Regions from separate parts of the Pan troglodytes genome. Here region 1 is linked to region 2. The links are chromatin contacts, called in public Hi-C maps. All regions are on one chromosome and are shown on one strand. The core of a region is the stretch at or near the end of the contact, and the rest is flanking DNA. Distances in the headings are between cores, read along the strand shown.

Evidence for each region. Hi-C and Micro-C count contacts between places; a contact is called where the count stands out from the background.
Region 1: a contact with region 2 is called in a Hi-C map of stem cell-derived neural progenitor cells, with 2.9 times the contacts expected there. The contact joins two enhancer-like sites. A contact is called at or near these places in 1 of 7 Hi-C or Micro-C datasets (stem cell-derived neural progenitor cells) and 1 of 1 datasets of contacts at active chromatin or transcription factors (stem cell-derived excitatory neurons).

What each region holds. Positions count from the first base shown.
Region 1 is chr2:121,317,195-121,322,292 of NHGRI_mPanTro3-v2.0_pri, forward strand. No RefSeq gene overlaps it. Among named protein-coding and RNA genes, the nearest start is that of MIR1244-7, 970 kb to the left of the region's middle. Within about 2 kb of position 3,212, at least 16 of the 24 cell types and tissues checked have an H3K27ac peak or open chromatin away from gene starts, as enhancers often do. A contact at or near this core is called in stem cell-derived neural progenitor cells, where this site is marked.
Region 2 is chr2:121,111,307-121,116,994 of NHGRI_mPanTro3-v2.0_pri, forward strand. No RefSeq gene overlaps it. Among named protein-coding and RNA genes, the nearest start is that of MIR1244-7, 760 kb to the left of the region's middle. Within about 2 kb of position 1,900, at least 7 of the 24 cell types and tissues checked have an H3K27ac peak or open chromatin away from gene starts, as enhancers often do. A contact at or near this core is called in stem cell-derived neural progenitor cells, where this site is marked.

The DNA.
Region 1 (5,098 bases), core at 1,962-4,461, 210 kb after region 2:
AGAACAACAGAGAAAAAACTATAGTTTTTATTCACATGTGAACACATCTTGACTAAGCTATCTTTTATGATCTATTTCAAAATAATGATAATGATTATTATATCATTCATGAAAAACAGAACATAATTATTACTGAACCTCAAGAATATATGCCCGACTTGCCCACGGTCACAAAATAATGACTTAGACTAAATAGTCTTTTTCTCATGGGGCAAGCCCAAATCATTCTGTAAATATCCCTCCACCTCAGAACCACATAGCCTCAAGTACTTACATTAAACATTCTTGAACAAATGGATTCTAATTAAGAATGAACACCAAGAACAGCATTAATCTGTGAATCCATGAACATAATGGTAAGAAACAGCAGAAGCAACTGTGCTGAAGAATGGAGATAGTAAACAAGGGATGGGGCCAATTCAAAAGGGCCACATACTTTGACACTGAGGAGTGTGTACGTGTGTGTCTACATGTACATATGTGTAAGAGAGAGGAGAGCATGTTGTCAGGAAACAGTTCAAGCCCTGCCATGATGATGGCAGGAGATAATGTGTATGGCAGTTGTTTGCGAGTGATCTCCATGTTTCTTAGCCTCATCCAGCTGCACTGCCTTCTTCTCCTATCCCATTACTCAACGTTACTGCTGCCTAGTGTGTGCCACACACTGGGGGATCCCAAAGCTTGAGAACTGAGGCCACTTCCCACAATGTGCTAAACTCTATTTAGCAAAACCTTGAAAACTCCTCTTTAGAAAGAACAATATTCCCGGGGAGGAAAAGCTATTTGCTTTGCCCAAATGAGACCAGAAAATTCAGAGAATTGTTACTATAGTTTACTATGTTATCATTGAAAAAGACTGGGGGGCTTTTTTTTTAATAGAAGATCTCCTGAAATATAATTATCTGGTTTCGTGTTCCATTACACCTTCCTCATCCTTTAGAAGTACCTTTCGCTCATAAGACCCCATGGCTGAGTAATGAATATCCCATAGTTTTACTCAAACTTAAGAGGAGCACGTATTCATGACATCATTCTTAGCATTTTATCAGAAGAGCTAAATTCCTAGAGTTAAATGGAATAGGAAGGAAAGGGATTAACCTCTGCTGCTGGCATAGTACAGTCACGATGCTAATGTCTCAGTATGAAAAAGCTGAATTGCAGCAATATCTGAAATCACAGAGAAAGTCCTGTGAGCTTTGAAGGAAAAAATGTAAAGAAATAAAATGTAAAAAGCCAAAGCAAGATTGGGATTCTATTTTTCATTTAGACATGCTTAGTAGAAGAATCATGTATTGCAAGAGCTCACAAATTAGATAGGAGAGGAATGGGTCAGTGAGTTCTGAGATGAGGAAGTTTTTAGAACCTGTAACTTGTAATTGTATTATGGGTGAGTTCCAGCTGTTCCCCTAAGCATATTTTAAACTATAACTTCAACATAGTATTCATTCCCTTGCAATGCTTCAACTAGTAAACAGCCAGGGAGTCTATTCTCTTTTCATTTAGCAAGAGGGCTTTATAGCTACACAAAATATCCCCCAGCAATGAAAAATGAAACCCACCAATGTAACATTAGCAACCAGCTGTCAGAAAAAAATCAGGAGTAGGATTGCCAGTCTGGTCATTTCATGCCAAGTGTTCATGAGAGGCAGTGTGTGTGCGTATGTGTCTTTGTGTGTGCATGTGTACACTGTGTGTAAATGGAGTGTGTTCCGTAGCATGAGAGATGTGCGTGGGTAAATGTCCTAATGATGGCAGAATGCCCAAACATGAAGATGTAGTAGAACCGTCAGTGGTAGAGCAATATAGCACAGACTCTCTATGGCTAATTGTGCAAGGTTCCTCTCACGAGCAGGAAGAGTGAGACAGGAAGATTAAAAAGATAATATATTTTTATGTTGGAATTACTTCGTGTATTATAGGTATGTTTAACATCCGTGAGGGCTCTGGATGCCAGCTTGTAAGTGAAATGCAAACACCATGTATGTATTTTCATTTTTAACCTTCATGAATTTATTTTACAACCTCCCCAAAACATAGAAACCTACAATCCCTTCAAAGTAAACACCCAGCGCTAGCAATTTTGTCCTGCAAGCATGAAATACATTGACCATTATGAGCCAGCGCAGCGATTACCCGTGAATTCTCATATTCATTCTCTCTCTCTCTCTCTCCCCCCCACCCCACTCTCTCCCTCCCTCCCTCTTCTCCTCCTCCCCCCCTCCCCGTGTCCCCCTCTCCCCACCCCACTCACCGTTCCCTTCCCTCCCGCATCCCTCCTCCATCTCGGGGCAGAAGAATCTGGTGGGGCTATTTTGCAGAGAGATACAAGTACCAGGTGCCAAGCGGATACCTAGCCTCCTAAACTTAATGCCAATTCCCTCCTGAAAGAGGAGGAATGCAGTGATATCAGCACCGGGGACACGGGGACAGCGAACACCACCGCGGCTCTTGGAGTTTACAGAGGAGCAACCCCAGATCCGTCGCCACCACCTCGCGCAAAAGCCCCCACCCCACCAAGACACACACACACACACACACACACAAAACACGCCGCTCTATCCTGCCCCCCGTTCACACGCGCGCGCGCGCACACACACACACACACACACACACAAGCCCTGGCTTCGGATTTCCCCATCAACACCGATGTTGCAGCAAGTCTGTCCGCACAATCCCGCACGCCTCAGGACCCAGCCTGGGCGCAGAGCTGGCAGGGCAGGGAGCGCACCGCAGGACTTGTAAATAAACCCTGTTCCATCCAGAACCGGAGCGCTTCTTACTCCACCGACCACCCCGGAGCCCGGCGGCAGGGAGGAGGGGGCGCAAGGGGTCAGGGAATCCTCCCCCTACCTTGCAATGAGAAGAGGGACAGGAAAAAGCCCAGCACCCAGACGCTGTGCAGCCAGTAGGTCCTCATGTCTCCGCTGCGCTCGATGCTCCCTCGCGCGCTCCTGCTCTCGCCTCTTCCGCTCGCGCTCTCTCTAGTAAAACGCGCCGCTCCTTTCCCTCGGTTTCCCTCTGGGTTCTCCTGGTTCCGGCAACCCGGACAGACAAGCCTCTTGCCGCACGACGGCCGGATCCCAGAACAGCCTTGCTCTCCTCTTCGGGAGCGCAAGCCAGGGGCCGGGATGGACGCTCGTAGCCCGTGCCTGGTGTAAACACACCGAGCCCCCTCGTCCCTCGAGCTCTCCCGCTTTCCTGCTTCCTATCCTCCTCTCCCTCACTCCCCTGCAGCTTCAACTAAATGCGATGTACTTAAACAAGCAGCGCCTTATAGGACCGCGAACCGAGCCGAAAGGGCCCCGCTACTGCCATCTAGTGCTCACAGAACGGCATCGCCGCGGCTCTTCTTCGCTGTGTGCCTGTGCCAAGTCTATCCAACGCCGCCAAAGTCCCCTCTGCTCTCAGCAAACACAGGTGAAGCTCTTGCCTTCTTAAATCCTTGACTTGACCTTGCTGTCCCATAAGTCCTGAATTTCTCCTTTTCACGAGGAAGCTCTTGGAACATGCTAGCCGCACATCTTCATCACCTCATTGCTCCTCTCCCTCTCAGAAATCTCCAGTGCTTTCCTAACAACTCTATGGAAATTTTTCTCCAAATGTCACCATGACCTCCACCAAAAAGTCCAATGGCCTTTTGAAGCCTCATCCTACTTGATTTTGATGCTGCGCTTCACAGCGTGTGCCATTCCTTTTTATTTGATTTCAAAGTCACTGGGTCAAAACAATTCTGGCACTTCTGACCTTCCCTCCAAGAGCCCTCTGGGTTCCTCTGCACTTCTTGGTTTATATCTTCTGTTATATTTTCTTTAAGTTAGTTGGAAATAAAAGGTCTATTACAGCTACACCAGGATGGAAACCTCCACCACTAACCTCGTGCTTAGCCCTCAGCTTAGACTTCCCAGCTGGGTACCAAGCATCTCAAACTGGATGACTCAGGGCCAGGGCTGAGTTGGGTGAGTAGGCAGATGGGGCCGCTCTGAAGAGCACTGACTAGTAGTTAGGAAAGCTGGATTTCAGTTCTGTTACTGTGGCCTCCACTCGTTGGGGACCTTAACTAAGTCATTCAATCTCTGAATTTCATTTTATTCATCCGTGTATTTACATGATAATGAATATTGGTCCCTTCCAACTGTTTGTAATATCTATGCTAGGTTTCTCCACCTTGGCACTACTGACATACTGTACCAGATAATTCTTTACTGTGTGGGGCTGTCTTGTGCACTATAGGATGTTTAGCAGCATCCCTAGTTTCTGTCCACCAGCTGACAGTAGCACAACCCTCATCCTCCTAGTTATGACAACCAAAAACATCTCCAGGCATTGCCAAATGCCCCCTGGAGGGAAAAACTGACCCAGTTGAGAACTTCTTATCTATACCCACGTTATTTTCTTCAGGAATTATTCCCCTTTTCCAACTTCCCTGTTTCACAGGCTTCAAGAACTTTTAGAAGTATATTTAATTCTCTCTTCTCCAATTTCAGTTGATCATCAGTCTCACCATGACAATGTGTAAATGTGTCTAAGATGTCTCTATGTTTTTTTTTCAGTTTTACTGCCTTTTTCATAATAAACACGTGTTGTGCATTATACTTTCTGAAATACTTTTAATTATCTCTAATGCTGTGATATGTTCAAGGGCTATGTTAGCTCTTCTAGCATTAGTGGGAAATGCAGACAAGGGCAAGTTAAGTGACTTTTCTTATGACATATGATAGGCCAGTGAAAGCAACATTAGCAGACCTGAAGGGGGTCTCCTGACTCTAGCAGCATTCCTGATCCATCTCTCTGGTATGGGTCTTTATTGCCACACCCCTAGATTTCTACAATAGCCTTCTACCTGATCCCTTTCCTCCATTCACTGCTCTAATCTAGTTTATACGTTACCACCAGGTTAATCTTGTTAACAGTTTCTTCAAGACTCTCACCTGCTTATGAGTTATAGCTGCTCCTTATGGTCTTCTAGAACCATACTAGAATCACCTGAGGACTTTTGCTGACGCATCATCCCACCCCAAACCAATTAGATCACAATTTTTGGGTTGCAGCCCTAGCATCCGTAGTATTTTAAAGATCTCAGGCCATCCTAATCTGCAAC
Region 2 (5,688 bases), core at 650-3,149:
ACAGCTTCCTTATCTGTGTAATGGGAATAATAATAGTTAACTCATTTCAAGTGCTTAATACATTCCAGGCACCTGTACTGTGAGGGTCATGGACATGCCCCACTCCACAATGGTCTCCCTTCAAGAGCATCTGCTGCCAGGAGGCCATGTGGGATGAGAGCCTCCAGCAGCTACCCTTTGGGATCCACGGGGAGCTTGCACTAGGGCCATGCTTCCTCCAGGCTGTTCTCAGACAATGACTCAGTAGGGTATTAGAACTGACCTGTTTCTTCCCATTGCAGACACCTAGCAGGCAACTTTTTATTTGGATTGAGTCTTTTTCAGAATCCCACTCTGAAGCTCTCCCAAACCAATCCTTTATCTGTGTGGTCCTTTGCTCACATATGTCAGAACTACATTGCAATCTGAAGCCTCCTTTCACCTTCTCTGCTGTCTTCTCCTCAATTCTTCACATGTATTTTTTTCCCAGTAAATCTCTACAATGATTTATTCCATCTAGGTCTCTGCTTCTTGAACAACCCAAACTGAAACACACAGTAAGGGATTGATATAATCTCATTTCCTTTTCAAAACAAGCCCCTGAAATTCATATTATGATCTCTACTTTACAAACATGGAAAGGAACAGAGAGAAATTAAAAAATAAAACAGTTCTTACTTCACAAATTTGTTGCGAAAATCTAATGAGATAGTATATGCGGAAGGGCTTTACAACTACTTTTTTTTCAGGGGTAGGGAAAAACACAGAGTACCCGTAGCATAGTTTTTTTCCCTTAGTTTTCTATCAGTTTTAGGCATTTACGGTAGAAAATTTTGCTTAGCTTCCAAAGGTGCCATGAGAAAGCAATACTATACTATACTCCCACTCTTTGTCTCACATCTTTGTCTATCATTTGGGGACAAAGTAGAGTGACATTTGCACATGTAAGTCAGGGGAATATGACATGCTTGACATGACATTCTGATCTGCAAAACCAGAGTTCTATTCACCTAACCTCTCTAATCAATTTAATAATCAGCAATTTACTAGCCACTAAGGGAGACAAAGCTGCAGGAAATAAGAGATTTTTGCTTTTATTAATGTCCTTCCTAAGCATGCAAGCATATTAACAAAAGTCCTGGTATTCAAGTATGTAGTTTTCAGTGTGGAAGGTCAACATACTCCTTTATTTTCCCCCTGATAATTAAGCCTGACCCGAAACAAGGCTAATTTTCTGTTCTTTGGTGAAACAGAGGCTATCAGTTTTTTCATACACCAGTTTTCATACAGCAGAATAATTTCTTCCTTTTTGCAACTTTGGAACATCACTTTGATGCACCATTTTGCACTCTGGACACAACCTATGCTTCCTTGATCTCCATCTTGTTCTCGAGTACAGTCACAAATTTATTGAAACAAGAGTTTGGACAATAAAACTAACCCCACTTCTAGAGACCAGCAAGCAGTGTCCACAGAGTATACAGGAAGTTGTGAGCCAGGCATCATTCTCAACCCCCTAGATGTTAAGAAAAAAATCATTCAGACAGTCTCTAGTACTGCTTTTACTGAGAGGTTGGAAGGAAGGGCCAGAAAAAACTATGAGAAAAGAGGACAACCATGGTGGGCCTGAGCAGAGAGTAGCACTGAGAACTACAGGGTAGAAGAAAGTGCCAGTAAACAGTGCCTGAAGGGAACCAGCAGTTGAATGCATTGTCTGCAGATTCTTCTTGAATGTGAATAGTCAGAGAAAGCAACAAGGATGGAACTGTTGCATTTGTGGAGTTCCCAATGGTGTTTCCAAGGAGATACACTGATTAGACCAATTGATGAGTTTAGCATCTTGGGGGAGTCAAAAAGCCCATCTCCTTAAGCTGACTGAATATTGGCCTCTAACAGATTCAGCAATGTCAGAGAATTCCAGGGAGCTTAGCAAGCTATCAGGGGAAAGCACCTCCTCCTCCCTGCTAATTCTGACAGCTCCTGCCTCTGACTGAGATGCATTCTTCTGAATAAAAGTGCCAGCTTGCCTCTCCCACAGGGGCTGTAGGCAGCAGGAAACTGAGACCCCTGTGTGGGTCTCACTGGCTTCTCCATTTGTTTTCATTTTGCCAACAGACACTTCTATTTAAACTTCTTGGAAGGATATCTCAATAACATTCCTTTGCTGAGGACCATAAGATAGAAGATGAGAATCCATCTGCCCTCTTCTCTGCACCCAGGCTTCAATCCTGTTTGATCATGCAGCGGCTACAAGGCCTTCGACACAAAGAACTTGTCTTAGATTCTAATCAGTTTCACAAATAGGACAGACAGCTGCTGAGCACTGTCTGAGTGACACTGGTAAGTATGCATTTAGCGATTAGCTTACATCCATTTATCAAAGTAAGGCTTGATAACAGACCAAAAATTATATGCACACTCCAAAAACTAAATCTCTGGCCCATCTTCATTTTGATTCAAACCAGTCTTCTGCAAATCCAAATACGGCATACCCCCTGTGAAACAGATCTTGTTTAATATTTACCAAATTTGTTTTAAATGAGGCTTTGCCATATTTCCTTGGCCCAATTCTTACAAGTTATTTTGTGATTATATGATCAGTTAGGTAAATATATTATTAGAAAGGAATGCCTTTTCTCTGCTCCCCATTTCCATATGGGAATATTTTCCCTAAGCACGCTCCTGGTTTCTATCCATCCCTTTACATATTTCCTCTGGGGAGTTGGTATAGCACAGCTGATGGTTAAATTTGGGAAGAATAATGCTGTTGGCTCAGATTCACTCTTCCTTCTTATGGGAAGGGGCCTTCCCACTGAGACAACAGCCTCCTCAGCTTCTCCTTGCTACGAGTCCTGCAGGAACCTACCTTTGCAGGCTCTGGGGCAGCCTTCCCAGGGACAGAGCTGCCTTTCCGGAGTGGTAAGACTTCTAAGTCAAGGGTTCAGTATTAGCAAAGCCACATCCTAACAGACCTCAAAATGCAACAAATAAATTAGTCATTATCAGTACTAAGATGACATTTTGGCCTCCATTTTTCCTTCACTTTATTCTCAACTTGTTCAGAACCAGGCTCAGAAAAAGAGATCCTATTGACTGGGAGATTCTTGAAGACATAGATAATTATAGTATCAATAGTCTTACTATCATGTGACTAAAATGTCTTTTATATCCTTTAATAATAAATTCTCTTATGAGAAAAATTGTAACTCACAAACATGGAGACAGTGGGGTAGGTACAATAGGATAATGATCCCTGGGTCAATGTGTTTCAAAAACTGAAAATCAGGTGATACATAGGCATGTTTTTCAAAGAAGCAAATAGAAGAATAAGATACTTAAACCACACAACATTATTTTTTAGGAACTTTAGATGAATTTGTTGTTAGGCCCAGTAAATAAAGTCTCATCTTTCACATATAGTCACACACACATACACACACATACACACACACACACACACTTACTCATTAGCCAGATAAGATTGCTGAAAAATAGATAATGTATGTGAAAAAAAACTCTTTGTAAATTAAGGTGCTATAGAATATCAATGTATAAAGTATTATTACTATTGCTTTTATGGATACTCATATTCAGGAGAAACCAAGAAAAATTGGTGGAAGAAAGCTAAGAGAACGTAGCAAAATGTTGAATCAAGATTGCAAAGGACGTTTTTAGTATGTCTAAGATATTTATTCTTCGGTGACTAAACGTTTCACTTAAGTTTTCTGATAATAAAGGTATATAATATTATAATTTGGTATTTTGTATTTATGGTAACTTGTAGGGTTTTTAAATCACACTGCCATACATATGTTTGTTGTGCTATGCATATTTTGTTATGAGGAAACATGTTGATTTTTGGCGCATTTCACCACAGATGTGCCTATTAGCAGTGTTCCGATCTGTCTGTCAGTTTGTGAGAGTGCCATATGCAGATAGTGCCAATGACCCTCCCACATATGATACTCCTATGTTTATGAGACATAGATAAAATGAGCCTGGACCTTAACTCTCTATGCGAAAAGAGCTGGACAGACACACAACACCCTGTTCAGAGGAGAGAACCCTGCCCCCGCATGTGACACCCATAACCCATGTGGGTACTCAGATGCCATGACACTCACAAAAGGGGCACTTCTTTGTGTCATCCAGTTACTTCAGATAGACAAGACACAAACTGCAGTTGAAAATTATCTCAACCAAAGAGTCCCATAGCCTACACAAGGCTGAGTTCTCAGCAAGTACCTGCAGAAAGTATATACACCCTTAAAGCCAATTCTTCCAAGCTCTGGAAGCAGTCAGACTCCTGAGTGCTTGCGGAATGGAAGCCACCTAAGTCTCTAATCAATAAAAAGTAGTTCTAGGGGTTTATTACTCCCCATAGAATACTCACTTCTTTAAATATGTCTACATTTCTCTATAATTTATACTGCCCTACTTTCAAAAAGGATTCTAGAGACCAATATGTCTATAGAACTGACTTATGCCCAGTTCCTGGTTCATTTTGTCCCCTATAAAACTTTCTCTAATTAAGAGCTTTTACTGAAATTGATAATATTGATCATTTGCTTTTGCATAAACAGACATTTCATATAATACTAATTTTATGTATTTTTGTCAGACTCTTGACTGTAATTCCATAATTGTTTATCTGGTTACATTTCTTGATGCATATGAAGGAGAATGATAATCCTTTAATTAAGCACTGTATATAAAATAATTGTGTCTGGTAACCTCTCTACTTTAGAAATATAAACACATGTGTATGCATTTGTATGTGTGTGTGTGTGTGTATACATATGCAGTTTTGTATTCTGAAAAGCTTAAATGTTCTAAAAAATCAAGATTTATAGAAACAGAAAGTTCTGTCCCTCAAGTGAATTTAATGGCTGAATTTTTATTTATTTTTACTTTAGATTTACATACAAATGAACCACCAATGTCCCCTTCTATCAACTCAGAATAAAATCTGGTTTTAGCATATGCAGTCCTACGAGACATGGTTAAAGGATATGAATGATAGATAGAGATAAAAGAAATCAAGGACCATTCCTCCACAAGTCTCCAAAGAAGAAAACAACAATCGAAGAAAAAAGAGTGAGAGAACAGATGGGCTGGCAGAGTTTTGCTTTCTATGTGACATTGTGTACTTATTATTCGCATGAGGACTAATTTATAAACCCGGATAGTGTTTATAAACTATACCGTCCTAATGGAAATGAAAGCATTAATACAACTAGAAGATTCTTTACTTTCCAAGCTTTAATTAAAATCACAGGCGTTAAGAAGCAAAAGTGCCTTCATGGAATACAAGTCTAATGAAGGATTTCCTTGCCTAGCACAGAGCTCTGTGTGCAGTCCCAGCTTGCTGGCACCAGCCACTGGAAAAGCCGACCCCTGTGTAACCAAAAGAGCTCTCTCTGAAAATTAGAAAAGCAAATCATACCACACATTTTTTTTTTCAAATAAATATAGTTGCCAAGTCAGATCCAGGAAAAACAATAGCAAGTCATAAGTAAAACACACACACACACACAGACACAGACACAGACACACACACACACACAGCCTTAGAACATGCTATGTTAATTAGCTACCTGGAAGACTAGAGGCAAATGTGTTTGTTCTATGCGCTGAACACTTAAAAGGGAGAGGGAAAGGTGTCAGCTTGGGAAAGAGGAATGTGGAAACATGGCAAAGACAATCTAA